2 separate regions of the Mus musculus genome follow, and region 2 is linked to region 1. The links are chromatin contacts, called in public Hi-C maps. All regions are on one chromosome and are shown on one strand. The core of a region is the stretch at or near the end of the contact, and the rest is flanking DNA. Distances in the headings are between cores, read along the strand shown.

Region 1 (5,408 bases), core at 2,672-5,171:
CCCAGAGATGGCACCACCCACAAGGGGCCTTTCCCCTTGATCACTAATTGAGAAAATGCCTTACAGTTGGATCTCATGGAGGCATTTCCTCAATTGAAGCTCCTTTCTCTGTGATAACTCCAGCTGTGTCAAGTTGACACAAAACTAGCCAGTACAGGTGGGTAGGGGAGTGTGGGGGGGGGGGGGTGTGGGGGACTTTTGGGATAGCATTGGAAATGTAATTGAGGAAAATACGTAATAAAAAAAAAAAAAAAAAAGAAAGAAAGAAAGAAAGGGAGGTGGCGCCATTTTCAGCTCCAGACAACCGGCCACCTTCCTGGTCAGAGCACAGGTGTCTGCCTGGCCCAAGAGGCTTCTGCCTCAGGCTCCTCGGGAGCCAGCTTGGTTCCGGGACTCCGCAGAGGGCAGTCTGCACAGGTGACAGTGTGGAATACTGAAACAACAGCTTCTGTGACAGGCCAAAGCAACACAGCTTCTGGGAAAGATCCTGTTTTGGGCCTTTATCTTCGGCCAGGAGGAGGTTCAAACACCAGATAACTGTGCACCTTCCCTGAAAGAGGAGACCTTGCCGGCAGAGACTGCTCTGACCACTGAAACTCAGAGGAGAGAGCTAGTCTCCCAGGTCTGCTGATAGAGGGTAACAGAATCACCAGAGGAACAATCTCTAAACAGAGACAATGATAATTAGCCCAGAAACTTAGGATACCCAAGATATAAAATACAATTTGCTAAACGCATGAAATTCAAGAAGAACGAAGACCAAAGTGTGGACACTTTGCCCCTTCTTAGAAATGGGAACAAATCACCCATGGAAGGAGTTACAGAGACAAAATTTGGAGCTGTGACGAAAGGATGGACCATCTAGTGATTGCCATATGCAGGGATCCATCCCATAATCAGCTTCCAAATGCTGACACCATTGCATACACTAGCAACATTTTGCTGAAAGGACCCAGATATAGCTGTCTCTTGTGAGTCTATGCCGGGGCCTAGCAAACACAGAAGTGGATGATGATCACAGTCAGCTATTGGATGGATCACATGGCCCCCAATGGAGGAGCTAGAGAAATTACCCAAGGAGCTAAAGGGAACTGCAATCCTATAGGTGGAACAACAATATGAACTAACCAGTACCCCGGAGCTCTTGTCTCTAGCTGCATATGTATCAAAAGATGGCCTAGTCGGCCATCACTGCAAAGAGAGGCCCATTGGACTTGCAAACTTTATATGCCCCAATACAGGGGAACCCCAGGGCCAAAAAGGGGGAGTGGGTGGGTAGGGGATTGGGGGGGTGGGTATGGGGGACTTTTGGGATAGCATTGAAAATATAAACGAGGAAAATATCTAATAAAAAATAAATTTAAAAAAAAAGAAAATTTTAAGTGATATGACAGGAGATGCTGGGTTTCCTGGAGGAAGTCAAGACTGGTTTACACCAGTAATCTCTCAACATTACAATTTTCTTAAGTAAAGAAAAAAAATCAACATTCACATCTAATACAAACTCAAACAAAAAGTACCTAAATGTGATAAACTCTGTTTATCAAGCCTAACAGCAACAATTATTCAAAAAAAAATCATTGAGGAGTTGGGTATAATAGCACTTACCTGTAATCCCAGCACTCAGGAGCCTGAGGCAGGAGGATCATAGTTTAAGGCTAGCCTGGACTACACAAAGAATTAAACACACACAAACATGCATTCATCAAAAGTTGCATTTCTAAGCCACTGACTTAAAAGCAAAATGAATAAAGATAACCCTGCTACCTGTGCCTATCCAATATTTTAGATATCCTAGTAAGGATTAAGTTAAATAATAAAATGAAAATTAAGTAAAATAACAAAAAAAAATAAGATTGCATTTGTAATCTTAGAGCCTACCCCTAGTCTTGAGTGGAATGTGCCTATACATATATATATATTAATTTTTAAGTAATAAAATTCTTGTGACAAAAAAAAAAGATTTCTTGATCATTCATTGCTGTAGTAATGACATTATTCAACCTATAGGGCTTCCAGAGTAATACTAATATTTGTACAATGAAACATTTAAGTACTTAAAATTACCTTACCTGTCGTTTAAAATGCTACTAGTAAGCATGCTACCAGCAGAGAAATAAGTAGAAATTTTGAGTCATGGGGATTAAGAACAGCAAGAGATGTTCTAAGGCTCCCCCCTTTACTCAATGGAACAAGAGATAGGAAGGAACAGAAATGGAAGGTAGGGTAGAATTTTTAGGTGTGTTTTTGAATGGTTTTCTTTTGACCAGAAAGAAACTAGAAATGTTTAACTAGAAATTATGTTTAACTAGAAATCATCTGTGCATATTTCTATTCCACACATATTATTCAAAATTTCAAGCTACAGTTTCCCCTTTTCTAAAGCACTTTCAGCAAAAGCATCAAACCCAGCGCCCATGTAAAACCAATTGGTACCAGTTGGTGTGGCCCCACCTTCCTTCCCAGTGAGGATGGAAACCCAAGACAGGGAATTCCCAGAGCAAGCTGGCCAGCTATACTCACCTACATGATGAGCTTCTGGTCCATAAGAAGACCACAGATTCAATCCAAAAGGTAGAGAGTGATTGAGACGTCTCATGATAGCATCGTCAGGCCTCCTCACAAATGTGCCCATACAAGCATCCATGCATACAAGCATTAAGCATCCATGATCCAAGCATACACATACAAGCATCCATGAATAAGAATACACACCACATACACACTTGCACACACACACACAGAAACATTTACATGAGCATTAAATTATCAAAGTGGCCATCTATATTATGAAACTTATCTATTCTGTTCCAAAGGCAGTGCAGTGAGTTATCCACGTATACCTTTGACGTAGATGATGGACAGAGAGAGCATTGGCTTTGGACTTCTGGGTCCAAGGTTGATGTTTAAAATGAAGAAACAGAGAGAGGAGTGGATTGGGCAAGATGGGAGGTAGCAGGGGAAGGCTAGGAGGAGAGGAGGGAGAGAAAACTGAGGTTGGGATACAAAGTAAGTTAATTTTAAAAAATGAATAAAGTCTAAGTCTATCATGAACTAACTATATGAGCTGCAGTTGGATCTGTTTGCTTAACTACGAATTATTTCCACACAGTCCTTGTAGTCATAGCTCCTGTCAATCAGGTCTCAAGTCCACATGTCCCTATACGAAGATTTTCTTTTTTTTTTTTTTTTTTAGTACCCCATCTAAAATGGTCAAAATGTTTTGTCTGAATTGAGATACTTTATCATTTCATGATTTAATCATTTATCTGTTTATTGTTTCATTACCAGTCACTCGGGTAAAATAGAAGCTTTAGATAGGCAAAGAGCTTACCTGCCCATTTTTTTCAGGATACTGGATCATCCTGACATAAATTAGGCACTCAGTTTCTAATGAATGAATGAATGAATACAAAAAGCCCATACTAACATTCCTACTTCCCTTCAGTCTCTTCTGAAGAACAGAAAGAGCAAAAATGCATGCCTATAACTTTTAATTGAATGAGTACTGTTCAAACAGAACCTTTTATTACTTTCACACTGGTTTTCTTTACAAAGGAAAACTACATATTATTACCTATAATACAGAAGTGATTGATAAATTCTATTCAAAGCTAATAAATGATAAACATGGAAAGCAAGATGATCCTCCAATATTCCAAGACAATTTCCCTTAGAAAAACCTGAAGGAAAGCAAATGAAATTTACAATTACCATTACTACAGGATCTGTGCCATCCTCAATTATGGTTTTTAACTAGAATCAATTCAAACATCTTTGCCGCTGAGGTCAGTGGAACTTGGGGAACTGAGTTCTTCCCACAGCATTCCATAGGGAGTCACCAAGACAAGAGAGGGTAAAGAATACCATGCCAGTATGTGCGTCTGTGGGTCCGACATCCTCTGCTGTCTTCTCAGATCTGACTCAACTGGCCAGTGATGACTGAGCAAGTACAGTCAGACCTGACCTTACTGTGTGACTCAGGTGTTTGTGATCTTTCTCAAAGCTGACCATACAAAGTCTTGCCTTTTTCTCAAGGCTTCATGATTTAAAGAAGGCTGTCGAATAAATATCAGGCTGGAGTCTTGCTCAATGTGTTGTCACCGCCTGAGTATGAATTCCTTAGCCACTGAGTCACTTGCTCTTCCTAATAAGGCATGCAGACTTGGAACACTCTGAGATGTCAATGTGGGATCTTCTAGATCCACACAGCTTCCTAAATATTATGAAAACATGGTGGTTACGATTATAAGCTTCTAATTCATCCAGGGCTGTGTTCGGAGCTCATCAGCTCCATGAGCTTGATGACTTGGGTCAGTTTTCATATCTCTCTGAGCTTCAAGTTTCTCAACTTTGAATGTAGTGATAGAGGCTAGAGACACAGCTCTGTTGGTAGCATGACTCAGTACCACACACAGACACTGATCTTGTGATCCACAGCCCCACATAAAGCATAACTTGGTGATGTGTGTGCAATCCTAGGACTTGAGAAGAGGAACCTGAAGGATCATAAGTTCAAACTAATCCTGAAGTACATCGTAAGTTCAATGCCAGCCCGGGCCATTTGAGATCGTATCTCAATGTAAATAAATGAATAAGGAAATATATGATTGGTGATGATCTCAGGTAACTTACAGAACTGTCTTTAGAATTCATTGATGAACACAGCCCTTCACATGATCCCTCACACATTAGGCTTAATTGTGGCTAAATATAGCATTTCATGACTTACATAATGCTAAGTTATGTAAGTGAAATATATGTATATACATATATATCACATATATATTTCATAGGTTGAAAAAACAAACAAGTTTCTTTGAACAATTATCTTAGTTTTCAGATAAATGCAGGAAAGGAGCTTTGATTCTTAACTAAAGTCTTCTTTAAATGTTTTGCTATCAACTATTTTCTTCAAGTATATGTGTGAGTGTGATGCATGGGGAAAATAAATTACAATTAGATACACATCATTGCATCCTATTACATGCAATAATTACACATATGCGGTTTAATTATAAAGCAGTGAGAAATACTTCACACACTGGGTGGACTTTTATATATATATATATATGTGTGTGTCAGAAGTAGTCTCTAAAATTCTCTCCCTGCCTCTGTCTCTGTCATCTGTCTTTCTCTGTCTTTGTCTCTGTCTCTCTCTGTCATCTATCTCTGTTTCTCTCTATGTCTCTCTCTGTCATCTGTCTGCCTCTCTCTGCCTGTCTGTCTCTGTCTCTGAATAAGACACTTAGTTCACAGTAGTTGTGGTTTAATCTTTGTGGTGTGTAGACATGAGAATAGGTCTGTGATTCTCAAAATGAATCGCTAGGTCATTGACTCTGAGAGATGATAAGTGGTGTTTGGTGCTCCAATTATGTTTGAAAAATCATAGTAACATGTATTTACCA
Region 2 (6,014 bases), core at 2,289-4,788, 56 kb before region 1:
TTTCTCTTACTCCAATTCCTCCTAGAAACCCCGACATATCCCTCTCCCAACTTCCTGTCCGCTTCATTTTCTTTAAATTTTTATAGCACACTAAGTCCAATTAGTGCTGCCCTTATGTTCATGGGTATAGAATTAACCACCGAAGTGTGGCCATGCATGCTCCTGGGAGCCAGATCTCTGAAGAAAACTGTTTCTCTCTCAGCAGTTATCAACTGCCATTAGATTTTGTGTATTGGCATAGACTCGTTAGCTCCTCCCCCATCCATGCTAGAATGATGCCTAGCTTGATCTTGAGCAGATCCTGTGTAGGCAATCACAGCTCTTCTGTAATGAATGCAGGTGTTTTGCCACTACCAAGCATGTTGTTTCTCAGTATCCCTCCACAACCTCTGGATCCATCTGGCCAATGGGCATTTTTGTTCAGTGCATATATGAAAGGACTCCACAAATAGTTGCCACATTCTTTTCATTGACATTTTACTAAAGTCTCCTCAGTAGCAGACACTGTGCTGTCTGCTCCAGAGATATACAGAGAGTGACCCAGACCTCTGGTTGCCAAATGTTATAATATTAGGAAGAGAAGATGCACGATAAACCCAAAAGGAAGAAGAAAAACACCATGAAAATCTGAAAGAATATGGAAAAATCTTCATGCAATCTATTTATTGATGAAGCTTCTGTAAGGATTTAATCTTACACTTACATTCTTTTAACCTTCTCTACAACTTCAGTAACATCTGTCAATCAGTCCCTGTCATGGTCCAAGAACACCTTTTGCATTCATAACCTTGGGATTTACCATACCCTTGGGAAGCTCCTTGGAGAGAGGGTCTGTTTCAAGAGTCATGCTTCTCTGAATCCTCATCTACTATTTGCACAATATGCTATGTAATAATTATTTGTCAATTCTTTTCAAAAAGCAAAGAACTATTGTGAAACATGCTCATTAAGCTTTGCAAATTATTTCATTAAGCCAGATGCATAATCTTCGATGTAATAAATTCATAGTTCACCAAAACTGCTGTGTAAAATTCTCTGAGGAAAAAATGGAAAAATGTTACCCACGTGTAATAAGCTAGGTTCTCATAGGGATCTATACAGAATTATGGATGCTTTTGTTCAGTTAGTAAGGATAATCGTATCTTCCAATGTGTAGCAGGGAAGACAATTCCTCCTAGATGTCCCAATTGCTATGCAGAGGACAAATATAAATGAAAATCACATCTCTCACATTTTCATTGTGAAAAAAAAACCCAACACTGATCATAATTTGCTTCCAGTGTTTCCACACAAAATACCATTCTATGAAGAAATTACAAAGCAAGAGGGAGGTTCTTGCGAAGACTTCTGAGAAACACAAGCTTCACAGTCAATCCCTTGTGCTGTGAGTCCCTGTCTAAACATAATCCAGTTATTCAGTGAGAGGGGTGGATAAAGTCAAAACCAGGCCAATTTTAGCCTAATGCTACCAGCAAGAAGAAAGAGGAGCTGGGTAGGATTCTGAGTGGCCTTTTCCAATGGTTCCCTTGACACATGGCTAGAGTCCAAGTGACTAGGCATGGAGGAAGTATCAAAATAGCACTACCCAAAGCTCCCCAATGGGCCCTATTTATGGAGCATTCCAAAATGCTGTAGCTAAGACCAATTACAAATAGACCATGTTTTTGAGAGTTGGCATAAAAATGGAATGCCAACCTTCTTTGTAAATTTGGGTTTGAGGGAAGGCAGTTTATAGAAGCTATTTTTCCCAAGGAGAAGGTACTTCCCAACATGGTACTACCCATGGCATTATGGATAACTAGAATGAGACCCCTGTGATGCTCTAAAGATGGAGGCTCTGCTCCGTGAAACCAGGAAGCTTCCTCGTGCTTCCTGCAGAAGCTCCTGCGCCTCACACAGAAACAAGCCACATCTTTGCTTTTATGATTCCTCGGAGAATGATTACTCAGAACTTCTGCAATATATTTAATGTCCCTCCTCCATCCTTCATCTCATGCCACATTTCCTGAGCATTTCGTAAATACCAGACATTTTACTGAGCAATGGTTATATAATGGTGATATCAGGCCTGACATCAAGGAGCTTCCTGTGTAACAGAGGAGACAAACACACCTCAAATGACAATCCTAAAGGAATACTTCTGCTAAACAGTTTTCCCACTAGGTATTATTGATATTTTGGATTGAATATTTGTTTGTTGAAGGACATGTCATGTGCATTGTAGAATATTTAATAGACCCTGTTCTCTACCTAATAGCTCTTCTAGATACCAAGAACACCTTACAGAGGCGACAACCAAAAATATCTCTCTAAAATTTGGGCCTAAACTCTCACCTATTTCTCAGAGGCAATCTCATGCCTAGTTGTTTGTCAAGGGAAAAACTGTGGCCAAAGAATGTGGTAACACAGAGAATGCAGTCCTTATTCTATCTAGAGGAGTTATGGATGTCTTTATTAAGTTTTGAAATACATTTGTTCATAGAGTGAACACCTTACAGCATAATAAGGGGAAAAAAGAAGAAAGTAATGAAAGAGGATATAAAACCAATTGTTGCTTCTCTGAATCAGAATTTGTTTTTGTTTTGAAAATGGATAAATGCATAAAATATATTGAATTCTGAAAGCATTAAGTTTAATGTGAAGTGCCAGAGCTTCCTTCCATTCGAAACGCCTCTTGCCTACGTGTATAGAAGTTCAAAGTGCATATACTTTGGGTCTGATTAATTTTTGTGTATTGTGTTTCTTTGTTTGCAATTTGATACATAATAAAGTTTGTACAACATTTCCAAAGAGCACCTACCAGATACAAAGATCCAGATCGTGCATGAAGATAAATAGGGGTTTTCAGGGGATGGGAGTATATGTTCATAAAATAGAACCATGTGTTCAGGACACTGGAAGGCATTCGGTGTCTGTTGCATGTGAACTAGGCAGGAGAAAAGAAAGCTGAACATCTAGTGAGGACTCAGTTCCAGAAAAGCCATGGGTCTAGTGCCAGGGGATTCGTGGGCTTTGGTTTTGCCCTGTGGGTGACGAGAGGCTACTGAAGGATTTTAAGCAAAAGATTCATATGCATGAATCACAAAGACTGTGTGTTCAGTTGGCAAAACAGTTTATGGGAAAGTCAAACATCCTGTCAACTACTGCCTGGCCCATTACAAATAACCATTGTGTCTGGGTCTTCTCCCTGAACGAGTCTCACAGATGATGTCTCAGAACCAGTTCCTGGGGTTTAGCCTGCCTTCAAGAAAATTCATTACTATCCTTCCCTCTTTGGGCTTTGCCTTTACAGCAGCTGGGAGGTGCAGGTTCACTCCTATTTTGCTGAAAGCCCTGCCATCCAAGGAAGCAAAAGGAAGAAATACACATGGAGGAAAAATCCAAATAGATAAAGGAATTTTCAGAACTCTGTTTCACTTATGCCCTATTTATTAAGTTCCAGTGTACAAAATTTCCTTCTAGAAAAAGGAACTTTGCTACTTGAAGGTAGGTGGCCTGTGGCAGCCTGCCAGACTGCCAACTGCAGTAGAAGTCATCATACATTCCTTACAAATGAGAAGTATAAAGACCTCTCAGTTCTTTCTGGCCCTCTAACATTAATTCTGATTATTTGAAAATGCAAACATGCTCAGATTTCCATGAGATGAGATAATTTTCTTCTTGACATCAGACACAAAAGAAAGAAAAACAGAGAAAAGTGACAGTGGTGAGCTAGTGATCATTTTTCTTTAATATTTCAAATTTAATTCCATGGCAGAGTCTATGTTTATTGCTGGAGATTTGGAGAGGAAGATCGCCACTGTGCTCTGATGAAAGTCTTGCCTTTCCAGTTAGTTTAATTAAGGGAAGGAGAGGCAGCCAGAAGAAAACAGTCTGATGTAGATCAGGGTTAGAGTCTTGGCGTTCGCAAACACATCACAGACTTTTGTTGTTTCATGTTTTCAACATTGTTCTGGTTCTTGGTAGAAAGTCTGGTTCCATTTTCAAAATGAGCTACACTAAGGGCCCAGGGACTTGGTATTTTCATCTAATGTGTGTGATTTCTGAGACAGCATACTGGGATCAAAAAAGAGTCTGTAGGTTTTAACACGGACTCCAAACCCTAAGAATGGATGGGCAGTTGCTGCTGCAAGAGTGAGGCTCTGCTCTCAAAGCTCATAAACATAACAGAAATCTGGCTGTTTAACAACAGCCTCAGATCGCGTTTAAAATCCCCTCATGTGCAGCTCCACCTGCTATGACGACTGACTGTGCTAAAGGAAGCTTCTAAAGTATCAACTCCATGCCCCATGCTTTATTTCTCCACTGCTCTGGAACAGGCTGTTTGTTGTGTGTTATTTAAAACACGCTGTGTGCTAGCTATATAGTTAGCATGATCAATAATCTTGACTTGTTCAGGACTTTCCTGGTTTTCTTAAGAATTTGGGGGCACTGAAAGCCCTTCTTCCTAGTTCTAAAACATCTCTAACTCTATAGTAAAGCAAAGAAATGGCATTGCTTTTTATACTACAAGTAGTAACCAGTAAATTATTGGGGAGAGAATGCTGATGTTTTAAGCAGAATACTGTTTCATCTCCAGGGACTTGCCAAAAGCCTGGTTTTATCATAGATATTAACAGTTAATGTTCATATTTCCCCCACTTATACAATTTGTGAAAGTGACACGGGTCATTGTTGGGCAAGATGAAAACTTCTTTTATTTTGAATTTATTTATTTATCTATTTACTAGATATTTTCTTTATTTGCATTTAAAATGTTATCTCCTTTCCTAGTTTCCCCTTGGAAAATCCTCTATCCCTTCCCCACCTCTCCCTGCTCACCAACCCACTCACTTCCGCTTCCTGGTCCTGGCAGTCCCCTATATTGGGGCATAGAACTTTCACAGGACTAAGGACCTCTCCTCCCATTGATGACTGACTAGGCCATTCTCTGCTACATATGCAGCTGAAGCCATGAGTCCCATCATGTGTCTTCTTTGGTTGGTGGTTTAGTCCCATGAAGCTCTGGAGATACTGGTTGGTTCCTGTTGTTGTTCCTCCTATGGGGCTGCAAACCCCTTCAGCTCCTTGGATACTTTCTCTAGCTCCTTCATTGGGGACCCTGTGCTCCGCCCAATGGGTGGCTGTGAGCATCCACTTCTCTATTTTTCAGGCACTGGTAGAACCTCTCAGGAGACAGCTATATCAGGGTCCTGTCAGCAAGCTCTTGTTGGCAACCAAAATACTAATCCCTATTAATATTACATAGGAATTGTTAGGGGGTGGGAGAGAATCCGCATCCCATCAGAGCTCCCGGGCTCTGGGCAGGCGGACTCAGGGGACTGCCACGCAATGCCACCGGGGTGAGCATCTGGCTGTGGGAATCAATGGAACCCCAGTCCTCAAGGATAGAGAGGGAGCAATCCATGGTCTCTGGGCCTCACAGTCTCGACATCTCAGATGTCGCTGTATGTTGAGGAAGAGCTGAGAAGAAAGTGAGGGCCCCAGGGGCAGCTCAGTTAACCCTGGGGTCAAAGAGAAAAGGGGACGGGGGCACTGGGTGGTGGCTGGAAATCTTGGAGGCTTTTTAGGGGAAGGCCTATTCCATCGTTCAAACAACGTGGGTCTTAATGAGCAGTAACAGTCCATGGTTTTAAAGCTTCATAGTAGATAGACAGAAAAAGAGAGAAGGTAGAAAGAGAGAGGCCAGCCATGGGGAAGGAGTAAGGGATGGGGAGGAGAGCTAGAGATGAGAATAAGAAAGGTGAGAGTTCAAGAGAAAGAGGAGGGGCCAAGAAGCTCCTTTTATAGTGGGCTGGGCTACCTTGTTGTTACCAGGTAACTGTGGAGAGGAACATACCTGGCTATTGCCATGTTAACTGTGGGGGTGGAGTCTAGCCTGAATACCAGGAGCTTGGGCATTGTCTGCATGGCTGATAGTCACACATGGGGGCTCTGTGGTGTCAGGCACTTAAGTCTGGGGACTTGGCTCACTGTTCCATCCCTTGTAGAGGTTTTTACTGGGTCTCTGGAGC

What was found. Hi-C and Micro-C count contacts between places; a contact is called where the count stands out from the background.
Region 2: a Hi-C map of embryonic fibroblasts shows a contact between it and region 1, with 1.9 times the contacts expected there. The contact joins the enhancer-like site here to the promoter of A530046M15Rik in region 1. A contact is called at or near these places in 5 of 484 Hi-C or Micro-C datasets (CD4 T cells, the HPC-7 cell line, embryonic fibroblasts and 2 more).

The regions. Positions count from the first base shown.
Region 1 is chr13:15,805,756-15,811,163 of GRCm38.p6, reverse strand. A530046M15Rik (RIKEN cDNA A530046M15 gene) reads right to left here and starts at 3,921. Exons shown (of 5, transcript NR_046131.1): 1 at 3,715-3,921.
Region 2 is chr13:15,860,650-15,866,663 of GRCm38.p6, reverse strand. It overlaps the pseudogene B230303A05Rik. Among named protein-coding and RNA genes, the nearest start is that of A530046M15Rik, 56 kb to the right of the region's middle. Within about 2 kb of position 3,538, at least 26 of the 459 cell types and tissues checked have an H3K27ac peak or open chromatin away from gene starts, as enhancers often do. A contact at or near this core is called in embryonic fibroblasts, where this site is marked.